Regions from separate parts of the Mus musculus genome. Here all the other regions are linked to region 1. A link is a contact called in public HiChIP or PLAC-seq data. All regions are on one chromosome and are shown on one strand. Each heading gives the region's core, a stretch centred on a gene start, on an enhancer-like site or on the middle of the called end of the contact. The rest is flanking DNA. Distances are from core to core; before and after follow the strand shown.

Region 1 (3,557 bases), core at 497-2,996:
CGGGGTGTCAGAAGATTTCATGTATCCTTGACAAAAAATGAGCCACTCTGAGAAACCGTGCTTTTCACCTTATTTCTAAGCAGCATCAACTCCTAACTTCCTCTTTTTAAAGGCTGGGTACAGTTATCACAACCCCAAGAATATACTTGCAATCTTTTGCCAGTAAATCTCTTCCTTCTAACTCTGGATATACTCTAGAAATAAACATGAAACAATAAAATATAAATGAGTATTCGTCTAATCACAGTCCCTAAATATTTTTAACCTTTTCCAGGTCAGAATAGTGAAAATGAAATTCTTCCTGAATTTTTCCTTGATCTCCTGGAGAACAAAAAAGACAATGCAAAATTTTCATGTTCCAAGAATCCCAAAGTAACAAAACTGTGCTCTTAACAAAATTGTTTGGAGGCCTTGCTAGAGATGGAATCTAGTACCTTTTGCTTGGTATGCAAGTACCAGCCACAGTCAATCGCTTCTGGAAAGTGACTTTTCCATCAACTGTACACATTCACATCCATTCAGTGAAGAAATGTGGGGAGTTCTGAGCACTTTACGTGGTAACAGAGAAGATGAAAAGGCTCCTCCTCTGAAAACAACTGAGCCGTAGAAACATCTTAAGGGTCACAGGAGTCATTTATAAGAATATTGTATCAACAGATACAAACAGCATAGGTAATAGTACATATTAACAAGCATAAGCCAAAGGGAATGCCTTCTACACTGTGAGTAATAAATCTGTTAGTCAATTTTGGGAACGTGATTAAAGCTGTAATTTATTTACAGGAAAAGAATTTACAGAAATAAAGGTTCTCCCGGCACACGTACCCAAACTGTTTGTAAATTGTGTGCTTCCTGGCTTGACAGGTAGGGCGTGGCACCAGAGTTCTCACAGTAGCTCAAAGACACTCAGATGAGCTCTCACAAGTCTGGACGTTCTGGTTTCCATGCAAAGGCCAGTAAATTCTTTAATTCCTCCTAAGTCTCCCGACAACACAACCACCTCAGCGCCACCACGCCCGCCCACTCCAACACACGAATGCCCAAGTAAAGCACACAAATCGTATCTTCTACTCCTTGACATCTTTCAGGCACCGAACGCGGAAGATACCCCCATCACACAATGCCTACATTCCCTTCCTCTTCTAAAGGCTAAACCTGTACTAGAAGAGCCTTCGAGCATTCAGCTGGACGCGTCTAAAGACTTTAGTCTGAAAACGCCATTCCTTCCAAACACTGGCAGAGAAGCTCGAAAAGCAGCCGCTCTGTACCGGCAGAGTGGCTTGAAAGCGAGGGAGGTCGGGGTGGAGTGCGGCGCAGGGACTGCGGCGGCGGCGGCGGCGGCCCCAGGTCGCGGGCACCGCCCGGGCACAGCCCTGGGAGCCACCGGCGCTATACAGGTGACCTTCCGGAGACGCCGCCCGCTGTCGGGGCGCAGTCGGGTCCCAGCCCAGGCGGCAGGCGGGACGTGCAATCTCGGCGGCCGCGGGCCCGGCCCGTCGGACACACCCCCGCCGCGGCCCGGCCTCCCCGGCCGGCGAGCTCTCACCTGCACCGCGAGCCGCTCGACCCGCGGGCTCTTGGGCCTCGGCTGCGCCGATCGGACCGCGCTCGGAGTTCCGCGCGGGGCGCGGCAAGAGGAGTCCGGAGGGCGGCGGCAGCGGCGGCGGCCTGGGCGGCGGCGGAGGAGGAGGACTCCGGCGCTCCGCTCTAGGGAGACCCACCCTCCTCCCGGCCGCTCTGCAGCAGCCGCCGCAGATCACTTCCGGGGCGCGGGCCAGCGGGGCGGGGCGCCAGGCCGCACTTCCTGGCCGTGGGGCCGAGTACTCCATGGCGACTGCGAACAAAGGCTCTACGGGCGCGGGGGAGGCGCAGTGGTACAGCCTCCCGGTGGACCCACGGCGAGTCCCCGGGTTCGCGAGGCGTAGCCCGCCCCCCCCCCCCAAGGCCGTGCCGGGATTCCCGTGTCGCGGTGTTTTCGTCTTCCCCGGACATGGAGGGGTTCCTGGAGAAAGAAGGGGAGGGGGAGGCCGCCATCTTGCTTCTGGGGGCTGCTAGGTTCTCTTGCAAGAGTTTTCCAGTGTGTAGCCTGCAACGTGGTTTGTCGCAGATCAAGTCCGAGTTGGTGGATTGGTCGCTTGTCCTGGTTGGAGGGTCTCGGTAGCTGACCGAGTGGAGAACTGGCCTCAGCATATGGGCTTCGGGTTCCTTTTGGAGTAGACCCTTCGACACTAGATTTGGCACTGAGATAAGGCGACGGCTCCGTAACACACTAATGTCTTAAATTAGTAGTTAAACTGAATCGGTTGTTTTCTTTAAAACTGCCCACAAGTTCGAGATAGTTTGCCTAGTGTCTGTTAGCGGCCACACGTTCTTCCCTGGACTTTAAAATTCTCATTTCCTTTGGCCCCAAATGAAGAACCAACGGCTTGGTTGGTTGGCATGACTACTTAAAGGAATGAATGTACACTCAATCAAGTTTGCAGTCTAGAAACCTAGTACTTGGCGTTTGGAAGTATGAATGGAGGGAAGACTTGATAACTTTACTAACAATAGGTTAGAGTTTTAAACTTAAGTATGATCTTTTTTCCAGTACAAAAAGACGATGGTAAATGTGGATCCAAATAAAGGGAGTCCCCGCAGAACAGGGATCAGTGGTTCATGGAGAAGGCTGAGTGCCACTTATCTGTCTTAAAAGTTCTACAAGAGCTGATGAGAAAGATGAGGCTACAGAAGGAGACAGGAGTCAAGTCATGGCTGGCTTTTGTGTCTATTAAATTCTGGAAGTAGAATGGCTGGATACATCAAATTTTAAGCAGTTTATAAATGGAGGACCGATTAATGGGGGAGTTGGGCAGTATAGCAAACATAGAGTAGACAGTGAACTATTGCAGAAGAGGAAAGAGAAAGGTATTTTTAATAGTGCCAGTAACCAACCAAAAGATGATTCCCAGATGATGAAGCCATATAAGCATCATAAGCCAAATAAGAATTGTTTGCTGGGCAGCTGGAGGGTAAGAGAATTGGAAGTCAATGTTTTGTTTTTGGAAAGATGCAGGATAAAAGTGTACTTTGTGTATGTGGTTTTGTCCTGGCCATGTAACTGGGGGGTGACCTTGAACTTCAGACTCACCTAACTCCATCTCCCAAGTGCTGGTAATAGAGACTTGCACCATCAAGTCTGGTTTTGCTGGGGCTAGAACCCTGAGTTTCATACCTAGCCACCAAACACTCTTGCTCCTAGAGCTATAGCTCGATTGCGGAAAGGTGTACTTTACTGAAGAGGCGAAGAAGGATGGACATAGGTTACAGGAAAAGGGTTTCTTTAGTCTGAAGTGAAATGGTGTTATCTAGTGGTAGTTGCTGTGTGCTGGGTTCCAAGTTCTGGAGTGGGCAGGACGAGCTGAAGTTAGATATGCCATAGGTTTATATTGCCACTTTCAAGCAGATGCAGTCTCACTTCATTGAGCACAATTTCAAAACTTTTTCTCCTTTCTGCTTTACTTAAGAGAAAATTTTAAAATACTGTATTAATCTCACTGTCCATAGCCATTCTAATA
Region 2 (3,557 bases), core at 714-3,213, 910 kb after region 1:
AACTTGCAGGTAAGTATTCTAACACACATGACCATCTGAGTGAGTGAGTGAGTGAGTGAGTGAGTGAGTGAGTGAGTGAGTTCATTTCTACATAAGTATTTGCAGGCCATTTGGATGCCTGTTACACTTTGCAGTTTGATATTTGGAAACCTGTTGAAATAGAAAACCTGAAAAACTTCTCCACTTCAGGAAGCTTTTTCACTATGTGTAAATAGATCACAGCACTGAAGAAGACATGAGAGTAAGTTACAAAGACTGTTTGAAGTGGCCACAAAAATTTTCTTAGAGAAAATAAATATTGTAACTAATTAGAGTACATCTTTAAGCACTCGGAATAATTTTGCAGCCATTGAAGGACTCTGTTGTCTGAAACACACTTAAGCACAGGATCTAATCAGCTTTTGTCTGATTGGTACAATAATGCTTCTTTATTAGCTCAAAATTTGTGATAAGAAAAAAAGAACCCATATTCTCATATAAATAGTTAATATGCTAGTTACTAAGTATTCTAACCTTTTTTCTTTAATAGAATTGAACAGTGACTATGTTTCAGAATCCTAGTTGCTTCACTAATACTTGAAACTATTTAAAATTCATTTGCATGCAGACTGTTCTTTCTGCGATCACTTGAAAGTGTTGCTGTAATAGATGAACTTGCTTTCCTAGAGACAATATACAGGTTGTAAGAAGAACATTATGATGTAGATAAATCAGATCAGATTGCTAGTCACTGTGAAGGGTGCAAGGTAAAGGACGGCCTGCTGAACTCAGGATGATGCACCAAGAATCAGCGAGACAACCTGCAGGACAGATAACATCCTCATAGCTGTAGTGAAGGTATTCAAAAGTGGGGTGGGGATAGAGGTGGTCAGAGTTGAGTTAGGTGAGAAATTGAGAAGCTTGGACCTGTGGAATTAACCAAACGGACTCTAAGAAATGGCTGGTGCAGACAAGGGGACTACAGAGGAGATGTCAGCATCCTCGTGGTCCTCGGGGAACTGTGGTGTGACTGCAAGGCACAGCGTGAAAGGAGAAGGTTTCTTTCTGTAGACTGGGGTAGACAGTCCAGAACCTTCACTTGGAAGCACTATGTAGGGGATGGGATTACCTAAGAAGTATGTGCCAGAGAACTGAGGCCTAATCTTAGGCTGGTAGTTATGCCAAAGCCTTTGGAGGGTTTCAGATAATCCTAGGGATATGATCTGAGGGAGAAAGAAAAAGGGAAAGAGAACAAGAATCTAAGAACTGGCCAATAGGGAGGAGCAGGGATCAGAGAAGTGCCTACTTTATGCCGTTCCCTAGGTATGCAGAACATCTCAGGCTTGGAAATCCGCTTTGGGGGAAATGGTGCCATAGCCAACCTTGTAATGCCCTTAATCCCCTGTGAGTGAGACTGACAGTGTCCTGTGCTTTGTGGGCCCTTTCTTACTGAGGGAGGTATATAGCAGAATATGCTTGAGACAGCAAGTCTAAACGTACGGCAGTGTCTGAGGCTAGGGTAGCATCTGTATATGATAGTAGGATGGTTAGACTGGTGCTTAGAGCCGGGCTTTTGGGGTGAAACCATGCTTGTGTTGCCAGTCCCTCCCTTCGACGCTGATGCCAGCAAAGGCAGCTGGCATGTCCCTCACTCTGCTCTTCTATGGGAGCTCACACGCCCTGCTGCAGTCTCACTATTCATTCACTTCTATGAACAAATTTGCATAGTGCTGAGCCAGCCGAAATACAAAGCATTAGATACAAAACAAATGTTTAACATAAAAATGGTCCTCTAAAATAGTACCAGTATCTTCTTAATTACAAATATATAGTGAGCTTTTCCTTAGTTCTGTAAATATGCAGTTGGGTGCTGATTTTAAGAGACCCAGAATTTGTTTACCAATGGGTTCAGAGAGCCATTGTTACTCATCAGCCACTGGGTAGAAAAACTACTACTCAGAGGAAAAGGGTGGGAGAGGGAAGGGCAGAGCCAGGGAAACCACACTAGTGCTGACCCGCTGCTCCCTCTCCCTCCCCCTACCCCCTCCCTCTCCATGCCCCACTCTCCCTGCCCCCCTCTCCTTCTCCCACTCCCCTCCCCCTGCCCCCTCTCCCTCTCCATTCTCCCTCCCCCCTCTCCCTCCCCCTCCCTCTCTCTTCCCCCTCTCCCTCTCCTTCTCCCTGTCCCTCTCCCTCTCCTTCCCTCCCTCCCACCATCTTCCTCCCCGTGTATGTTGACTGTTAATTTTTATTAGTAGCCATTTATTTATCTACTTGCCTAAGCAACCTTTTGGGGGATCATGTAAAAATATCCCAGGTCTCTGGAGCCTTTTGCTGTTCCCTGACAGACATACTTTTATTTCATTGTATGGGTCTTTGTTTGTTTCATAAAGCTATAATTTATGTTCTCATTAATAATAAGAGTTCAACCCCATAGATCCCCCAAGTTTGAGGGTGATATTACAGACCTATGAGTTTCCAAGGATGCTGTGTGTGATATAAAGCATGATATGAAGAGTCTTCACACAGAGGTCAGGTGTGCTGCTGTGTACTGTCTCAGTCTCCTTCTCAAACAGACTGTGCATTGAGGACCTAGAGTTCTTTAAGGCGTGAGAGATACTGCGGGTCAGCAGTTAACTGAGAGGAGAGTAGTTATGGGAAACTCCGGCAGCTTTTGCCATGTGACCTTTTCATACTTTATAACCTGACAGCTCTGAAAGGTAACAGAATTGAGCATGTTCACACCCTCAGATACTGAGGGTATTAGGGAAATGGAAATCAGTGCTTTGTCACTAACCACTTTGTTTTTGACAGACATTTTAGGTCCATAATGGGTCTAAAATTATCATTAGCCCCATTGCTCAGAGTAGAAGACTGAGACTTCAGAAGGTTAATGACATATTGGTATGGTACGATACTGAACTAGTTTTAAATTCAGGCCAGCAGAGGAAATGCCAGACCATTTTCATCCAGGACTGCATCAACTCTAAGACATAATCCCTCAAAGCTCGGCCAATGAGAACCACTTCCTGGCTTTTCCCTCATGACTACACCTCTGGAGAAAGACAGGCAGCCGGTTTGAACTTGTTCCTAAAGAGGCAGGAGGCACAGGGACCCAGCCCTGGACTGTACCTCTGAGTGCCTGTTGTAAGCAGAGGCCTGGCCCTGTGCATGTCAGCAAGTGATGTGGAATGAGTCCTCTTCCCCCATGGCACGCAGCCCTCTGCAGATCTGCAAAGGTATTTCCCTCTTCTCAGCCTTGCTGCTGTAGCTCCCCAGTAGTTTTCTACTTAGAATTGAAAACACAAATCAGTTTACAGAAATGGATGACTTTCTTGTTCATCGTTTTTTAGAGGAGGGACAAATTTCTTTTTCACTTTTAATTATCTAACCTTTCTGTATTTTTCCTAAGATGGATTTTAAACTCTCAAATTCCTAAAATAAGCTTTTAAGACCAAATGGATTTCTTTCTTTACATATTATTTCAGTTTGATCTTATCACGACATTTGAGTGATGCAGGTGGCTTGTACCAGCCAGCCATCGCTTCCTTGATTCATTTAGTTCTTAAATAGTTATC
Region 3 (3,557 bases), core at 716-3,215, 870 kb after region 1:
TTTAAGTGGTATCATAGAAAATACTATTTTGTAGTATTTTTAATATCTTAAGTATCTTTATATTGATAATACACATATAGAGACAGATATTTATAGGTAGGTAGATAGACAGACACACTGACTGATAGTCCTGATTTTGTCCATCTCCATATTGTGCTCAGTAGTTGCCATGTTTTTAGTTTATCTGTGGTTGTCATATATAACTTTAATTGTATAGCATCAATTTCTAGGTTGCCCCTGATGTTTCCTCCCTTATACTTAGGGCCTGGTAGTAGATACACAAAACACTGAGGTAAACTGAAAGGAATTTTAAAAATTCTCTTGCCAGGAATGGTGGCACCTGCCAACAATCCTAGAGTATGATGGCAGAGGGATAGTAGACCAAGAACTCTATCTACACCAGCATTCTAGGCCGACAATAGTGAAGCTCATCTCCGCCTCACCCCAGACCTCTCTCAGCCTCTGTCCTCAGTGTAGCAGACAGCAGTAACACACATACGTCTGGTTGTTGTGCTTTCAGCGATACATGCTATAGGTGGCACTGCTTAAAGAGTTGAAGTTGAGTATATCAAGAAGAATATGTTCTCAGTGGATGAATTATCAGACCTGTGTCTTCTTCAGAATTAAGGAGTTTTGACCAGTTATATTTTATTTTAAAATAGTCAGTGGGACTTCACAATAGATTCTAATCTTTATATAGTGTCTAGCTACTGTGGAAAATGTAAAGATCCCAAATCTTAAAGCAAATGGTTCATACTTTGTGATTTGATTTACTGTTAAAAAGATAATGTCACATTATTTGCTTTGGATTAAATAAAAAAAAAAAAAGATGCTCGCTTCCAACTAAAGCAGTTGAACCTGTGATGACTCTCTTTGTCAGTGAGAAACTTAAAAGGTTCTGATTTCCCGGTTTACACAGTTAATTAGTTCCCAGTTGAAAAGCCGTCCTGAAGCTGGATTCACTAAGGCATTGTTTGCCCCGAGTCGTGGTGTTTTGGTGCCATCTTGTGGCTGAGACTTGTCATATCCTCAGTGCTCGTCTAATTTAAATAGGAATTCAGGCAGTTCAAGATATGTAGGGGATTGTTTCCAAAACGAGGGTATCTATTTAAAATAAGCATAAAAAAATACTGAGAGCGGCTTGTTTGTCACTTGGTAACACTGACAGGCAGAGAGGATGAGTGAAGGATCTTCTGTGTGACTCTGGAGACCTGAAAGCCTGTGTTTTGCTGTGTCCTCAGCTGCTGCTGTTTGAACGGACCTGGATGAACAGATGGAAGTCTTCTGTGCTACACGAAGGGGAAGGAAACATAAGGAGTGTGAAGTGGAGAGGCCATCTGATTGCTTGGGCCAACAATATGGTAAAGGCACTTGTCTGTCTCTCTAGCACTTGCACAGTGGCAGCAGATTGCCAGATGGAAAGGGCAGGACAGAGACTCGGTGGAGTTAGAATTCTGATAGGTATGGGTGATTGATACCACACCTCAGCTTAAGGAAGTCAGATCGCCTGGGTTTTCATACTACAGCAATTCCCAACACATTGTGGACTAAAATCTCTTTAGAGGAAGAAAGTGAGGCACAGAGCAACGAAGAAAATGAAAAGCCACCTTAATCATTGCAGGGCTGCTTCAGGCATGTGCTCTGGAAATGCCATTCACCCGGCGCTCATGAGCACTGAGAGAAGCAAGTTGTGACTTCCTCTTTACTCCAGGTATAATCATGGGCCTGTCATTTGAAAAGTGTATTGTACTCTCAGTATTGCACTTAAAGTTTATTTTATGTAAAGTGGGGCTTGGAGGAAGTTTAAAGAGTAGTCTTTTTCATATCTGTCATGTTTTCTGAAATTTCAACACGTAGCTGAGAAAATCAGTTGCATTTGGTCAGAAAGAGTTGACATTGTCTCAGTTCAACCCTGCTGCTGGGATTGTCCTCACAACAGCCAGTCTCCAGGCTCCTGATCAGCCAGAGGCACTTGAAGGTTCCATTGAGCACTCTGAAGGGTCACATGTTGTCTTTGAATGGATGGGTTTTCAGACCCAAAGCTTTCTGAAAAACTAAAACTCATTCTCTTTCCGAAGAATTCCTTTAGAAATGCTCGCCACCTATCAGGTTGAAAGCAAACTTGGTGTCTCTGTGCAAAACATGTTTGTGCTGGATTTGTGTTACTTACGCCCTCCACTAATAACAGCCTTTGTCCAGAAAGGAGCCTTGCAGCTTTGGTTCTCAAAGGGTTTGTATAAAGAAAGTCCATGGCCTTGTATGGCTCCTGGGCGTGCCCAGTGAACAGCGTTATGGGTTTGAGTGCGACACGTCTTGCTTTGCTCGATCCCTCTCTGAGATACAAGACACTTAATTTAATGTTGCTTTGGTTTGTAGGGTGTGAAGGTTTTTGACATCACCTCAAAGCAAAGAATCAGCAATGTGCCCCGAGATGACATAAGTCTTCGCCCAGACATGTACCCCTGCAGCCTCTGCTGGAAGGACAATGTGACACTCATTATTGGCTGGGGAACTTCCATCAAGGTCGTTTACTTGGTCTTTCTATTAAATCCAAATCATTACAGATTTATTGTACTCATGACTGGTTTCTGGCAAACCTGATATTTTCATCTGAACACTGTGGTGCTAGGATGAAGCACCACTTTATTTTACAAGTACAGACTTTAAGATGTGCTTTCCTTTTCTTTTTTTTTTTTTTTGTTTTTTGTTTTTTGTTTTTTGTTTGGTTTGGTTTGGTTTTTCGAGACAGGGTTTCTCTGTGTAGCCCTGGCTGTCCTGGAACTCACTCTATAGACCAGGCTGGCCTTGAACTCAGAAATCCACCTGCCTCTGCCTCCCGAGTACTGGGATCAAAGGCGTGCGCCACCACGCCCAGCTGTGCTTTCCTTTTCTATGATGGGCAAACTAATTGCCCTTTTCTGTTCTCAGAATGATGCTGTATTTGTTGAGTTCTGTTTTAGTTTCCCATGATCCCACCGCAGTTCCTTGGCTGTTTATGGAACGTGTGGTTGATTTTGGTGGCTTAGTCAAAGGTGTTGATCTTCATATCATCCTTTCTTTGTCTTTAGTTTTGATCGTTCGGCTCATTTGAGTTTTTCATGGCCGTGAGCTGAGGGTAAACCTAAGTCACCTGCATATTTCATAATTCAGTGGCATAGAGGCCCTGGCTCGTTGTTTATAATTCAATGGCATAGAGGCCCTGGCTCGTTGTTCATAACGTGATTGGCATTGTGAGATATTTTCCTGAGATGATTCAATAATTTCCTTAGTAAGCGAGGGGCCGGAAGGGAGAGTAGGGCTCTTATAAACTCAGAAGTTCACCGGAAAGAGAAGGCAGCTGGGGGAAGTAAAGAGGAGACAGATGTCCAGAAGCAATTAGGGAGAAAAGCAGCCAGTCCCATAGTTGTGGATCTTCAGTTGTCTGCAGCCATGCGTTTTTGTCACACATTAGAAAAGTATTCTCTGAGCCCTTCACCCGGTTGCTCCTGTGCTGAAGACAAATTTAGACATGTGCATTAAAGAAGGAATCAGACAAAAAGATAAAACATCTAACCATT

Evidence for each region. HiChIP or PLAC-seq counts read pairs in DNA pulled down with a chosen protein or histone mark.
Region 2: an H3K4me3 HiChIP or PLAC-seq map of stem cell-derived neural progenitor cells shows a contact between it and region 1, with 5 times the contacts expected there. The contact joins the enhancer-like site here to the promoter of Rala in region 1. A contact is called at or near these places in 6 of 115 datasets of contacts at active chromatin or transcription factors (astrocytes, embryonic forebrain, embryonic hindbrain and 3 more).
Region 3: an H3K27ac HiChIP or PLAC-seq map of embryonic stem cells shows a contact between it and region 1, with 7 times the contacts expected there. The contact joins the enhancer-like site here to the promoter of Rala in region 1. A contact is called at or near these places in 1 of 39 promoter capture datasets (embryonic stem cells), 1 of 484 Hi-C or Micro-C datasets (olfactory sensory neurons), 12 of 115 datasets of contacts at active chromatin or transcription factors (astrocytes, cardiomyocytes, differentiating embryonic stem cells and 7 more) and 1 of 9 other capture datasets (liver).

Annotation. Positions count from the first base shown.
Region 1 is chr13:17,942,471-17,946,027 of GRCm38.p6, forward strand. Rala (v-ral simian leukemia viral oncogene A (ras related)) reads right to left here and starts at 1,747. Exons shown (of 5, transcript NM_019491.5): 1 at 1,547-1,747.
Region 2 is chr13:18,854,653-18,858,209 of GRCm38.p6, forward strand. It overlaps Vps41 (VPS41 HOPS complex subunit), which reads left to right. Exons shown (of 29, transcript NM_172120.4): 25 at 1-9. Among named protein-coding and RNA genes, the nearest start is that of Amph, 92 kb to the right of the region's middle. Within about 2 kb of position 1,964, at least 54 of the 459 cell types and tissues checked have an H3K27ac peak or open chromatin away from gene starts, as enhancers often do. A contact at or near this core is called in forebrain and stem cell-derived neural progenitor cells, where this site is marked.
Region 3 is chr13:18,809,191-18,812,747 of GRCm38.p6, forward strand. Vps41 (VPS41 HOPS complex subunit) reads left to right here. Exons shown (of 29, transcript NM_172120.4): 8 at 1,242-1,361; 9 at 2,377-2,523. Among named protein-coding and RNA genes, the nearest start is that of Vps41, 94 kb to the left of the region's middle. Within about 2 kb of position 1,966, at least 27 of the 459 cell types and tissues checked have an H3K27ac peak or open chromatin away from gene starts, as enhancers often do. A contact at or near this core is called in embryonic forebrain, embryonic stem cells, forebrain and 1 more, where this site is marked.